Linked DNA regions of Rattus norvegicus: all the other regions are linked to region 3. Evidence: chromatin contacts called from public Hi-C data. All regions are on one chromosome and are shown on one strand. The core of a region is the stretch at or near the end of the contact, and the rest is flanking DNA. Distances in the headings are between cores, read along the strand shown.

The links. Hi-C and Micro-C count contacts between places; a contact is called where the count stands out from the background.
Region 1: a contact with region 3 is called in a Hi-C map of the A7r5 cell line, with 5 times the contacts expected there. The contact joins the promoter of Dek here to the enhancer-like site in region 3. A contact is called at or near these places in 9 of 12 Hi-C or Micro-C datasets (the A7r5 cell line, Schwann cells, frontal cortex and 5 more).
Region 2: a Hi-C map of the A7r5 cell line shows a contact between it and region 3, with 4 times the contacts expected there. The contact joins two enhancer-like sites. A contact is called at or near these places in 11 of 12 Hi-C or Micro-C datasets (the A7r5 cell line, the Rat2 cell line, Schwann cells and 6 more) and 1 of 1 datasets of contacts at active chromatin or transcription factors (oligodendrocytes).

Annotation. Positions count from the first base shown.
Region 1 is chr17:17,785,772-17,790,182 of GRCr8, reverse strand. Dek (DEK proto-oncogene) reads right to left here and starts at 3,044. Exons shown (of 11, transcript NM_001004255.1): 1 at 2,949-3,044; 2 at 2,432-2,591. The coding sequence starts at 2,582. It also overlaps a transcript of Rnf144b not described here.
Region 2 is chr17:17,739,977-17,743,880 of GRCr8, reverse strand. The region is part of intron 1 of Rnf144b (ring finger protein 144B); the gene reads left to right. Among named protein-coding and RNA genes, the nearest start is that of Rnf144b, 27 kb to the left of the region's middle. Within about 2 kb of position 2,155, at least 2 of the 93 cell types and tissues checked have an H3K27ac peak or open chromatin away from gene starts, as enhancers often do. A contact at or near this core is called in the A7r5 cell line, where this site is marked.
Region 3 is chr17:17,604,852-17,609,223 of GRCr8, reverse strand. No RefSeq gene overlaps it. Among named protein-coding and RNA genes, the nearest start is that of Rnf144b, 160 kb to the left of the region's middle. Within about 2 kb of position 1,308, at least 20 of the 93 cell types and tissues checked have an H3K27ac peak or open chromatin away from gene starts, as enhancers often do. A contact at or near this core is called in the A7r5 cell line, kidney and liver, where this site is marked.

The DNA of each region.
Region 1 (4,411 bases), core at 1,795-4,294, 180 kb before region 3:
TAAATAAAAGATACAAAATGCTTTGTGAGGGGTTGGAGACATGGCTCAGTGGTTAAGAGCACTCACTGCTCTTTCAAAGGACCAGTGTTTAGATAGGGAGCACATGGCAGGCAGCTCAGAACCATCTCTAACTCCACCTTCTGGCATCAGGCACCTTCTGGCCCCTAAGGACACCAGGCCAAGCACTTGGTGTACAAGCATACATGCAAGCAAAACACCCCTATAAAGGAAATAAAAGTAATCTTAAAAACAAAAATTTTTGTGAGCTGAAGGGGGATTATTATTTGGGAAGGAAAAAAGAATCAAAGCATTCATGTAGGCTTTCCAAGATAGGTCAGCTTTGGGGGATATAGAGTTGCAAAGAATAAATGGAGAAAGACAGCAGTGAGTCGAAGAGCTCCTATAGTCACCCAGCTTCCTCTTAGTCCTAAGTTGTTCACTTGCTTTGGATCAGGATATTAGTAAGTTCACAGTGATCTAACCCTGGAACAGAGCTTTCAAACTAAGTAAAGCACACCCCACTGTAACCTTGAAGCCCCACTATGTCCTGCAGGAACCCAAACAATATATCCAAAAGACTCAGGACCACTGCCAAGCTGGCCCACCTGCTTTTCTACAGCACAGCATCATCATCCGAACCCTACAGAGGAAAGCTGAGAGCCACAGTTCTGACTCTCACCTCCCCAGAACCACTTCCAATTCTTGCCATACGTCACAGACTTCAGTAATTTCACTGTCCCCACATCTTTCTGTCATTAAACTGAAGGTAAGCATTCTGGGACAAGCAGAACAGAAACCTGCAATTCCAGTTACCCCAAACACCCCAAAGAGAAAACTAAGTAATTACTAAGTAATTATGAACAAACTCTAAAACCGTGAAGGACTAAACCTACAAAAATCACTTTTAAACGCACAACTGACTTATTCAGCTAGAACAAAATCCAGGGTCTTATGCATCACTCACTGCCAGCCTCCGCAAACATTACTGTTTGGGCCTTCTGTATCCAACTTCGAAATGTCTTTCTGCCCAAGAAAACTCACCGCCTCTATAATCACAACTCTGCCCCTCTAGGAAGTTGAAGTCTTAGCTACACTGAGCTACTGTAGTCAACGTTTAGCCATTACATTATTGTTAGCATTCCTTCTAGGCCCTGCCCAACAGTTACCTAGCAACAACCAGGTAAGCCTGGCTTGCTATAAAAGGGTCTGTTTGGCCTCTTAACTCTCTGCCCCCCTTTTTCCTCTCCCATTCCCCCTTCCCCCTATGTTCCTGGCCTGTGTCTCTCTCTCTACTCCTTTCTTAACTCCCCTTCTCATGCCTCCAAATAAACTACTTTATACTACACGCATGGGGGGGCTGGTACCTCAGGGAGGAGGGATGTCTTAGCATAGACCCACCGAGGTACGTCCCCCCGTTACATCATACATACGTACATATCACTGACTTTATAAAACACCAATTATAAATAACCTAAAAGTAATTGAAACAATTCTTACTAAAATTTATAACTAGAGCCAATGCTGTACTTAAATGACACACCCCCAAAAGGTCTTAGGGCACATACCACTTCAAATAATAAGTACGCCTTGAACTCTTAACCTAGATGATATTTATGAAAAGAAGTGGCAGTTTGGGAAGAGCACTTTAACCTTTAGGCCTGCTCTCAAGTTTGGCTGCGCTGTGGCCATCTGTACCATTAAGTTGAGACTGTGAAGTTGTGCCTGGGGTCTTCTAGCAGCTGAGACTAGTCCAGAAGACTGCTGTAGAGGAACAGCATGCGCTCTGACTGACACAATGCTTGCTACTTGACACAGCTCAGCCTCTATTCAAATGATGCTTCTTACCACCTTCCTTGGGTCAGAATTAGTTCCAAAACCGAGACAGCTGTGGGCTCACATGTTAACTTTCAGTTCAGTTTTCTCGTTTTTTAACTACTTTCTCCAACAACAACAGCTTTCACCCGTGAGCCCTAGGCAAACAAAAGCGCTCCCCCAAGAACCCTTACTGAAAAAGAAAAAAAATCAGCAGATACAAAGAGCCGAGAATATGGACATGAAAAAACATTTCCAGGATTAGTAAGAATACCTGTAGTGTTAAGTTCCATTACTGAACCTTAGTTAGGGTAACTTCAAAAGGCAGATCTGACTTACAAACTTCTGGGTGAACGACGAAGCGTTCTGAAGGCACACTGGGAAAACTCTTGCTACACTTGCACCAAAACCCCGGCAAATACTCAAAAGGAGAGAGAGAGGGGGGGGGGGGAGATATCACAGATTTTTCTACCACTAATTGTTAGCAATCGCGTGAAATCAACCACTCCGACTTAATGCTTCTAAGCATTAAAAAGCAAGATAACTGCTCCCCAAAGGAGGGGAGGGGGTAACTTTTGATGTGAAGAAATCCACCGGGGGGATGCGCATCCCTGCCCACCTTTTTCTTCCTCCTCATCCTCATCGTCGTCGTCCTCCTCCTCTTCCTCCTCACTCTCCTCCCTGGGACCCGGCATCTCAGGTTCCTTCTCGGACGCGGGCGGCGTGGGGGTGTCCTCTCCCTCCGCAGCGGGGGCTGCCGCCGCCGACATGCTGGGAGCCTGCGGGCGGGGAAGAAGCCGCACGCTTCGGTTCGCTCGCCTGCTCGTTCGCTCCCGCGGGCAGGAGCGTAGCGACCGCCCCGTGTTAGCTCTCCTCCAAGTCGCCTACCCTATCTGTCACTCCGCCCGCCTCCCCGGGGATGCCCGAGGCGGGAAACCGCACCGCCCCTCAGCCGCCAGCGCGCGCTCCCGCTCGGCCTGCGCCGCCCGGGGCCGGGCCAGGCCAGTCTGGCCAAGGCGAGCAGAGCCGAGCCCCGTCCCCTCCCCCGCGGCAGGCCTCCGTGCTTATGGCCGCGTCTCCTCCCCGCTGCCCCGCCACGGGGGGCGGCAGCCGCGCCTCCCTGCTGCGGTCCTCACCGCGGGTGCGCACGAGAAGGCCGCCGCTGAGTGGAAGGCGCGCGGGCCGAGGTCCTCGCGAAGCCGCGCGCTCGCTCTCGGTTCCTCAGAATCAACAAGATTTTCAAAATGGCGGTTCGGGAAGCAGAGCGGGAATGCGCCGGCCAATCAGCGCGCTGCGCTGGGAGTTGGCGCGCGCGGGAGGGAGGGCGGGAGGGCGCGGGAGGCGGGCGTCGTCGTCTCCCTCTTGCTGCTCGGGAGGAGTCGGGGGCGGGAGGGGTCTGCGGTCCGCGGCAGGACCGGGTCGCGACGCCCGGCGGGTGGGTGCTCGGGGTGGCGGGCGCGAGCCGGGGCCTCCGCGCTGAACGGTCGGACGCTAGGGGGCCTGCGAGCTTCTAACCTCCCGATCTGGAGAAAATGACCGGCTGTCCTGGGCCCGCGGAGCCGGGGAGCGGCTGGAGGTGGCGAAGTTGAGGGATTCGCAGAAGTCTTTTCCCCGCACGGCTTCACCCTACAGTAATCACCCTACAGACCGGGTTGACCGGGAGCCTCCACGTTCGTCTCCTAGAGCTCGTTCGAGATGAAGGCTCCCAAGTGTGACCTACTTGTGAGGTTTCGCGTCGCCAGTACGCTGCACCGTGACAAGGACCCACCACCACGTTAAGGGCTCACACCACCAGCGACATAAATAGGTTTCAAACCGGTGAATGTAAGACAAATCATTCTTTTCCTTTCCCTCCCCCTTGGTCTCCCCTGTAATGCAGATAGAATATTTGTCCAATCCACACTCTCCTGTCAAGAATTCTAGGCAAACCCAGTGATCCTTTTAGAGTCCACAGTTTAAAAACAATATCTCCTCACGTACTCTCTCTCTTACCCTGAGAACACTAGCTGCCCGAATGATCTTTCCCTACCCTTTCGTTTTGTTTTGTTTTGTTTTTTAATCCAGTCAACTTGGTGGAAATATGGTTGGTTTCATTTGCCATGATAGACTCCCAAGTTGCGGGACAAAAGTTAGACTTTATCCTCTTCTGCGTCCCTTTTAGAAGAAGCAAAGTCCTGCTATTTCTGCTTTCAGATCTTAGGCCATTTCCCAGTCTACTGGTTCTGCCCACCTTTCTTTGCTCATTGTTAAGTTTGGATTGCAGCAAAGCCTCCTCCCACTAGTCACATCCCAGCCAAAGCAATTTCATTTAGTTTGACCTTCTGCTTAAAACCTCAGATGGCTGCATCATAACTTGGAATAACCCTCAAATTTCCGTATGAAAATGTGTAAGATGCTACATAATGCGGCTACTGACTGTCTGATAGCTCCCTGATATGATTGGCCATTCAGTCACACAAGCCTTACCTCGGGTTCCTGCACACGGCTGTCATTCATACTATCTGGTCTTTACACTTCAATGGCCAGGGTTGCTTCTTCTTATTAATCCTCAGTGAACTTGATCCTTTCCATCACTTATTTCTGACCAAGTGTTTTTCCT
Region 2 (3,904 bases), core at 906-3,405, 130 kb before region 3:
GGATTACTGGTTGACACCACAAAACAATTTTAGAAAGCACCTTCCAGGAAATGGTATTTGCTTTAAAAGCTTAGGGTCCACACCCACCTCTTTGACCATTGGCCAAAACATAAACTCGGTGAAGTTGTATCTCTTTTCTTTTCTTTTCTTTTTTTTTTTCTTTTTTTCGGAGCTGGGCCTTGCGCTTGCTAGGCAAGTGCTCTACTGCTGAGCTAAATCCCCAACCCCCTCTTTTCTTTTTTTTTTTTTTTAAAGATTTACTTTATGTGTGTAGGGGGTTTTACCTGCCTGGATGTCTGCTCACCCTCTGAATTCCTGGTGCATATGGAGGTCAGGAAAAGGTACAGAATCCCCTGGAATTGGAGTCACAGACAATTGTGAGCATCCATGTGGGTGCTGGGAACTCAAACCGGGTCGTCTGGAGGAGCAGTCAGTGCTCGTAGGCTCTGACAGGCTTTTCTCCCGTCCCTCTATCTCTTTTCTTTACAATTCTTTCCTAATGATTCCAGTAAGCCGTCAGCATTTGACTAAGTCTCTCCTTAATTACACTGAGAAGATGTATGCTCTTCAGAAGAAACCGAAGACAGACACGCACACAGGAGTAACCCTCTAATAGCAAGCAGGAACCTCTAGCCTTGGGACTCCCAGGCTCACTTCATCTGATGGTGGGACGTTTTCACAGGCCTTAGAGCTACAGGACCTGAGTCCTGAGTCCTGGACCAATCATCTCCCAGCATTCCCTCTTTCCTACTTCAGTTCCTGTAATCTGTGGGGTCGGCATGACTCTGAGGTGACATGTATAGACGGGGCTTGCAAAGAACTGCCCTGTCTCCACAGATGTTTTTTAAAAATAGCTTTGGAACATGCAGAGAGCTCTGAACAGGGAGCCAGGGAGCTCTGTGCCTGGTCCTCGGGGTGGTTAACTTTTTGCCACTGTAACACATCCCTGAAGTGAAAACTTAGGTAGAAACAAGGTTTATTTGGGCTCATGGTTTCAGTCCATGGCTTTTGGGCTTGTGCTGAGGTCATGCGTCATATCAGGAACCCATGGCCAAACGTTTCCTAGCCAACAACAAAGCAGAGTGGAGAGGGAGCCTGGATAGCTCGCAGTGGCCTGTCATTGCAGTTTCCCGTGACCTAAGACCTGCTCTGCCCTGTCTCTTAAAGCATCCCCCGCCCCAGCACTACACTGAGGACCAAGCCTTCCACCCCTGGAGTCTGGGGACAGACACATCCACCGCCATTACCCTGATTTGCTGCCTCTCACCCTCAGTAACAATGGAGTCTCACTATACCAAGCCCACTCCCTCATCATAGAACCCTGCAAATTGAATCAGAACACTCCTTACGATATAAGGCTTTTGAAACAGGAGCTCTAAGCTCTAAGCCTGGCTGTCATGGAATTCACGATTGTAGACCAGGCTGGCCTCAAACTCACGGAGATCCGTCTGCCTCTGGCTCCAGAGTGTCAGAACTAGAGGTATGCGCCGCCATGCCTGGCTCGGACATGGGGTATTTTATGATTCCAAGAATTTAAATCATTTGCAAAGGAAACACCAGGACACACCCAGCATCGGTACCGTACAATATGCCAAGTTTGAACTAGGAGGTTAGGAGGTGGCTGTTTTAGGAGGATAGGAATTGGCCCTCCCAATGATTGGAGCTTTAGGACAGAAAATGAATGTGTTGGGCCTATGTGGCCAGGCCTTCAGAAAATCAGGGTGCTGGCTCAGACTGGTTCAAGTGGTGAAGATGCAGGGATTTGGGTGGGCTTGAAAGAGTGTTAACAGACACCTCCCACCCAGCTGGATTCGGTGTTGTCAGGATCTAAGGCCACAGGGATTGTCAGGGTCAGCAACTCCAGGGCTGCAAGTTACAAGAGAAGAAGGTCTTGGTGACAAGGACAATGAAGTCAGAGAGGACCCGATTACCCTCTGCCTCTACGCAGCGAGAGCGGTCAGCTTAAACTGTAAATCGGATGACTTCTCGCTGCACATTACATTTTCTTTAAGCCGCGTCTTGAAATTAAACTGCAGTCCCTTACCATGGGCTCTTGCACTCTGGAAGGAATTGATTCTTGCTTATCTCTCTAATTCCCTTCCCCATGGTTCCACCCCACCTCTTTCCAAGTCCCAGCCACTAGTCACAGCAGGGAGTTTGGAGCCACTAAGCTGCCAGGCATGCGAGCATGCACAGGGGCAGCCTCTCCCTCCCTCTTCTTCATGGGGTCGGCTGTCCGTCCGTCAGCTTTAATTCTGTAGTTTAACTTTCACTATTCTTTCAGGCAGGCTTTTTTTTTTTTTTTTTTTTGATTACTCTACCTAGAGTTCTGTTTATTTTCTTAACCACCTCCACAGTCTATAGTTAGCATGCTCACACCCACGACGGGACGAATGAGAGAGCCAATGAGATAACACCTACTCCCTTCCCCCTTCTCATATCCGAGCTCGACTTTGTAGCTTATTCATCTCTTCAAAGTAATATAATAACTTCTGGCCATGAAGCAGCGTCCGAGCTAAGGAAGCCATGTTCAAGTGTTCAAGGAAGAAAACGAAGACCAGAGAAAATCAGAACTAGGCTATTTTGCTAATACACATCATAAACATTGTATGTAACAATCGGGGTACTATATGGCTGTTTAATGAGTGTTTATATTACAATCTAAATCAGGTTAAATGTTAGTGCACTCAGTCATCATTTCCGGTTTTAACGGTTTATTTGACTTCTATCGATATGACTGTATTTGCGCATGCACACAAGTTTGGAGGTGCCTGGGGAGGGAGGCCAGGAGAGGGCATTAGATCCCCTGGAACTGGAGTTCTGAGCGGTTACTAGTTTTCTGACATGAGTGCTTGGACCCAAACTCCAGTCCTCTGTGAGAGCAGCAAGTGTTCTTAACCTCCAAGCCATTTCCCCAGCCTCCAGATCTCCCATTTCCTCACAGCTTGAGACACATCCTTTACCGGCAGTGGCTCTCTGGTGTTGAACCTTCCTAGAACAGCTCACTTCTGTTACCGGAGCTATCACTTCCTCCTTGCCGAAGTGTTTCAGTGAATAGTAACAATATGTAACTAACTATACAAGGTTTATACCAAAAATAAATGCTCCATTATGCCTGGATTATGGTACACTAGCCCCTTTCCTAGCTGACTTTCCTCTCCATTTTGTGACACACTTGTATCTACTTGGGTCTATATCCCTCCCCTCTCCAAGTTGCCTTCATTCAGCCCGCACAGCATTTTATAATGTGAGAACAGTCTGGCTCACTCACTGGAGAGTTTTGAAAGCTGGTTCTTCACTTTAAAAGGCAGTTGAGAGCAATAGCTATCTTTCCCAAACCTAAAACAAGTGGCTCGTCCCTCAGAAGGCCTTTGGACAGCAGAGTCTACATCCCGCTAGGAAGTCTCACATCCTCTTGATCTGTGCTGCTCTCCCCAGACTTTGCGCTAGGCTAGCCCTCCCCTGCACAGACCCACACTTATCTGGCATAAGTAACTGTCGACCTGGTCTTTCACCGACAGCACTGCAGAGCGGGCATCCGAGGAAGCCTCGGGGTGTGCATCGGAGGAAGCCCCTGCTATTTCTAAAACTTCTGAAGATCCACCCAGGATGGATCTGGGAATGTTTATCATTTTTGTGTGGGAGGGGACTGGGAGGATTGGGAGGTTGGTGAGTGAAAACTAGGTGAGAAATTCCTCACCAGATTGTTAACTTGCCATGTGATACATAGAGGAAAATGCTCTGCTCGCCTTGCTTGACTCCTAGAACCAACTGCTCATCCACCTGACTCCGAGGTGGGGGCGCACAGTTGCAGACAGGGCTGTGAATGGTCAAGGAACAGCAGCGTATTTCTGAAACAGACAAGCAGGTATAGTGTGTGTATGTGTTTGCATCACATGGGTTA
Region 3 (4,372 bases), core at 59-2,558:
AGGTGTGGAGAAAGTCAGGCTACAACAGTTTTAGAAAAACCCAAAAGAACAAAATTAGAATATTCCTTTCCCTGTGTGTGTGTGTGTGTGTGTGTGTGTGTGTGTGTGTGTGTGTGTGATAGGCATGCATGAGAGGAACAAGTGCCAGCCCGCAAGCAGAGGCCAGAGAAAGACATCCAGGGTCCTGCTCCATCACTTTCTGTCTTACTTTCTTGAGTCAGGATCTGTCACTGAGACTGGAACTAGGCTGCTGGCCATTAAATCCCAGTGATTGCTCTTTCTGTCTCTGCCTCTGTCTCTCTGTCTCTGTCTCTGCCTCTGTCTCTGCCTCTGTCTCTGTCTCTATGTCTCTGTCTCTATCTCTCTGTCTCTGTCTCTCTCTGTCTCTGTCTCTCTCTGTCTCTATCTCTCTGTCTCTGTCTCTGTCTCTCTCTCTCTGTCTCTGTCTCTCTCTCTGTCTCTGTCTCTATCTCTCTGTCTCTGTCTCTCTCTGTCTCTGTCTCTGTCTCTCTGTCTCTCTCTGTCTTTGTCTCTCTCTCTTGTCTCTGCCTCTGTTTCTTTCTTTCTCTCCTGTACAATGACCTCTCCACCTTTTTTTTTTAAATTAAGAAATATTTATTTTTATTATTATGTGTAGGAATCTGTCTCTGGGTGTGGGTACATGCCAGTGCCAAAGAGACCAGAGGCATCAGGTCCTCTGGAACTGGAATTACAGGCTGTCATGTGCTTCATGACAAGGGAACTGAGAACCCAACCAGGGTCCTTTGGAAGAACAACAAGTTGTCTTACTCACTATGCCATCTCTCCAGGAGTTACCAACCCACCACCAATATCTTATTTTTTGAAAAATGGTTTTTTAAAACAGTTTATATGTAAAAGTGTTTGCCTATATGTATGTTTGTACACCGGGAACATGCATGATGCCTGTGCAGGCCAAAAGAGGGTGTCAGACCCCCTGGGTCTGGAGTTAGAGATGGTTATGAGCCAATCCGTGTGCTGGGAAGAGAACCTTGGCAAGAACAGCCAGTGTACTTTAACACTGAGCCAACTCCAGTCCTCACACTGCTTTTTGATCCAGGGTCCCTTACAGGACCTGGGGCTCCCTAATTAGGTCAGGCTGGTAAGTCTCGGGGAACTGTACATCGCTACCTCTGAGGCACTTGTGGGTTCCAAGTACATATCAACACTCTGCACCTTTTCTTCTTTCTCTAAACATGAATTCTGAGAGTTGAACGCTTATGGACTGAGCTATCTCCCCTGCTCAGGAGAATTCCTTTCTGACAGTCTGTATGGAATGTTAACTATGCGGCAGGCATCCAGGCGTGGATGAGAGTCAAGTGAGGAGCGTGACTTAGCAGGACACAGCTCAGGTTCTACAGGGGAAGACCGGCTGCTTCTAAAGCGATTCTTATACAAATCTTTGTTACCCGGCGAGTAACAAAGACATAAATTAGACAGGGAGTTGAGTAGATGTAACCGCCTGGAGACTTGGGGAGGGGCCAGGGAAGAATTGACCTGGTCAGAGAGTGGAAGGTGGCAAAAGGGACATGGGAAAAAGAATGGACAGTCTTGAGGAAAATGGTCACACATGAGGTCTTCCAGGTCACTTGGTGGAGAATCACTAAGGACTAGATTCCTTGGAGTATCTGAGTGGACAGTCACTCTTTTTTAGACCTAGACAATGTGAGGCAGGATATAGGGATTGCACCTCCTTGAGAGAGTGAAAAAGGACAAGAAGGTCATTTCCAATGGAATGCACAGAACACAAGGCTTTCACCTTCGCCATTGAAGCAGCTAAGCCAGGGAGAGAGCAGAGGATTTATGTATTTATGTATTTATGTATTTATGTATGTATGTATTTATTTATTTCTGATTCCCTTTGTTAGTATTTATTGAGAACTTACTTTCTGGGCACCATGGAATGCCCCAGATCATAGGAATGTGCAGTCAGACGGGGGACAGGGAGGACACAGGATTTATTTTATTGGTTGAAATCAGAAATGAACAAGACCGAGGAATATTAGCTGGTTGATGACAGAATTCACACTTTAGACCAGCAGAGAAAGAAAACACTTTAGTTAGCACATTCACAGAGAGCAGAGGGCAGGGAAGTGGAAAACGGTTTTTTTGTTTTTCAATTAAAAGGTAGTTAGCCCAGCAAGGACTCATTTCCAGAACCCTTTCCTGCCTCCTCGCACTGATTAGGCAATAGTGTTAGACAATGAAGTCCATCTCCCACCTAAGGGATGAGACAGTCGCTGTTAGCATTCTTTCTAGGCTCCACCCCACAGTTACCTGGCAACAGCCAGGTATGCCTGACTCCGGTTAAAAGGGGTTGCTTGCCCCCTCTTTACTCTCTTGCTCACTTGCCCTCCATCCCCTCTGTGCCCTCTCTCCCCATTCCCCTACCCACCCCTTCCACGTGTTCATGGCTGGCCTCTTCTCTCTCTGTTTCTGTCTCTCTCGGACTGTTAGTCTCTGTGTGTCTCCCTCCCCCGCACCGCCCCCACCCCTTGTCTTTCTCTGTCTCTACTACCTCCTCAACTCCCCTCCTCATGCCCTAAATAAACTCTGTTCCACACTAGTATAGTATGACTGGTAACTCAGGGCATGAGCCTGCAGAGGCAGCCCCTACCCCTTCTAAAGACCCCCACGCTCCTACCAAACATATCCCTGGCTTCTCTTTCTTTTTTTATAAAACACAACAGTCACCTCCTATATCAGGGATAAAAGAACGTCATGGTCAAGCTTGCTTGCTAGCGGGGGTTTGGGTCTTGGCCGCCCTGTTTTGCAAAAATGCCTCGCAAGCTCCTCTCTTTGATCATGTGTTCCCTTGGGCGACACAGATATCATTCTTTATTCTTTGAGGTAACAGGAGAACCACTTGCTTGTGGCAATAAGCTGCAAGGTGGGAGCAATTTTCAGTAGCGTGATTCCCGCCATGTTATCAAGGCCTGTCCTGATTGGTTGATGTTCGGTTCTGATGGGCGAGCGCACTGTGCTAGCATTTCCCATCATGCAATTTTCACCATGCAAATGAAGGCAGTTGTATGGTGTTGGGCTGTGGCTGATTCTGCTGAGCCGTGACATTCTGCAGGGTGGAGAATGGTAGATTTTCGGTTTTGGAGATGCTCTGGGGACCTGGCAGTGTAAGGTTATACCCTTCTAGAGCTTTCCCACCCACAGAAACCCCCAGCCTAGCTCTGGCTCATGGGGAGAAGGGTTGACTTTGAAGGAGTGGATCGTGTCTGCCTTGTGGGGTTGGATGCAGAGGTTTTCCAGTTATAACCCCACCCACGAGTAAATATTGCCCTTTTGTCGAACATTCCCTTACTTTACCGCTGATGTTCCTGGTAGAGTCTGTGGTATCTGGTGTCAGTCATGTGGTATTCAAGAATGTGGAAGAAAAGATGATGTGTGGTGAAGTGAGCTTTGTGGTCCGCTCTACTCTGCCCGGCTCTGTTCGAGGCAGCTTTTTGTGGTTATAAAAAGCCCAGGGAGGAACAACTTAGTGGGAGGGAAGGAGGAAGGATCCATCTTGACCCATGACTTCAGAGGTTTCAGCCCATGTCTTTAGTGTTAGTGAGGCGGAACCATCGTGTGGGGGTGTGTGGTAAAGCAAAGTCACTTTGTTTGCCTCTTCACGGCAAGCAAACAGGCGGCATCCCAGAGTCCCCTTAGTGCACGCAACCCTCCAACTAGACTCTGTCTCCTAAAGTTCACGCAACCCTCCAACCAGACTCAATTCCCTGGAGTTGCAGCACTTGTAATTCTGGTGGCTCACGTGTTCTTTATGCTGCCTCCAGATCCAGAGGTAGATCTCTCAGCTACCTTTCCAGCCTCATGTCTGCCTATGTGCCACAATGCTTCCTGCCACGATGATAATGGACTGAGCCCCTAAACTGTAAGGCAGCTCCAATTAAATGCTTTCCTTTATAGGAGTTGCTGTGGTCGTGGTGTCTCTTCACAGCAATAAATAAAAAATAAATTTAAATGTATTTTAACTTCTTTGCGGTGCTGTCAAGTATAGTTTCCTCCTACTGAGTTAAAGCACTGGAGAGAGGAGGGAGGTGTTTAAGAGTCCTGAAGTAAATGCAACTTAGAAGGTTCAGGAAGTAAATCAAACTTACAAGGCTCAGGGAGCTGCTGTATAAGACTTGCAGATCCCTCCTCCTGTGAGCTCTGGCAAATGCAGGGGAGAAGAGACTCTCTGGTGGAGCTGCTATCAAGTCTAGCAGGGAGCTCCAGCCGTGTAGTTTCTGTGAGTCATCCTCCGGGTTAGGGTGGTTCCCTGCTTAAGTAATCTCAGTAAACTCACGTGCTTATCCAGCTAGGATGGGACCATTGCTTTGGTCCGTTGTCAATGCCTTCT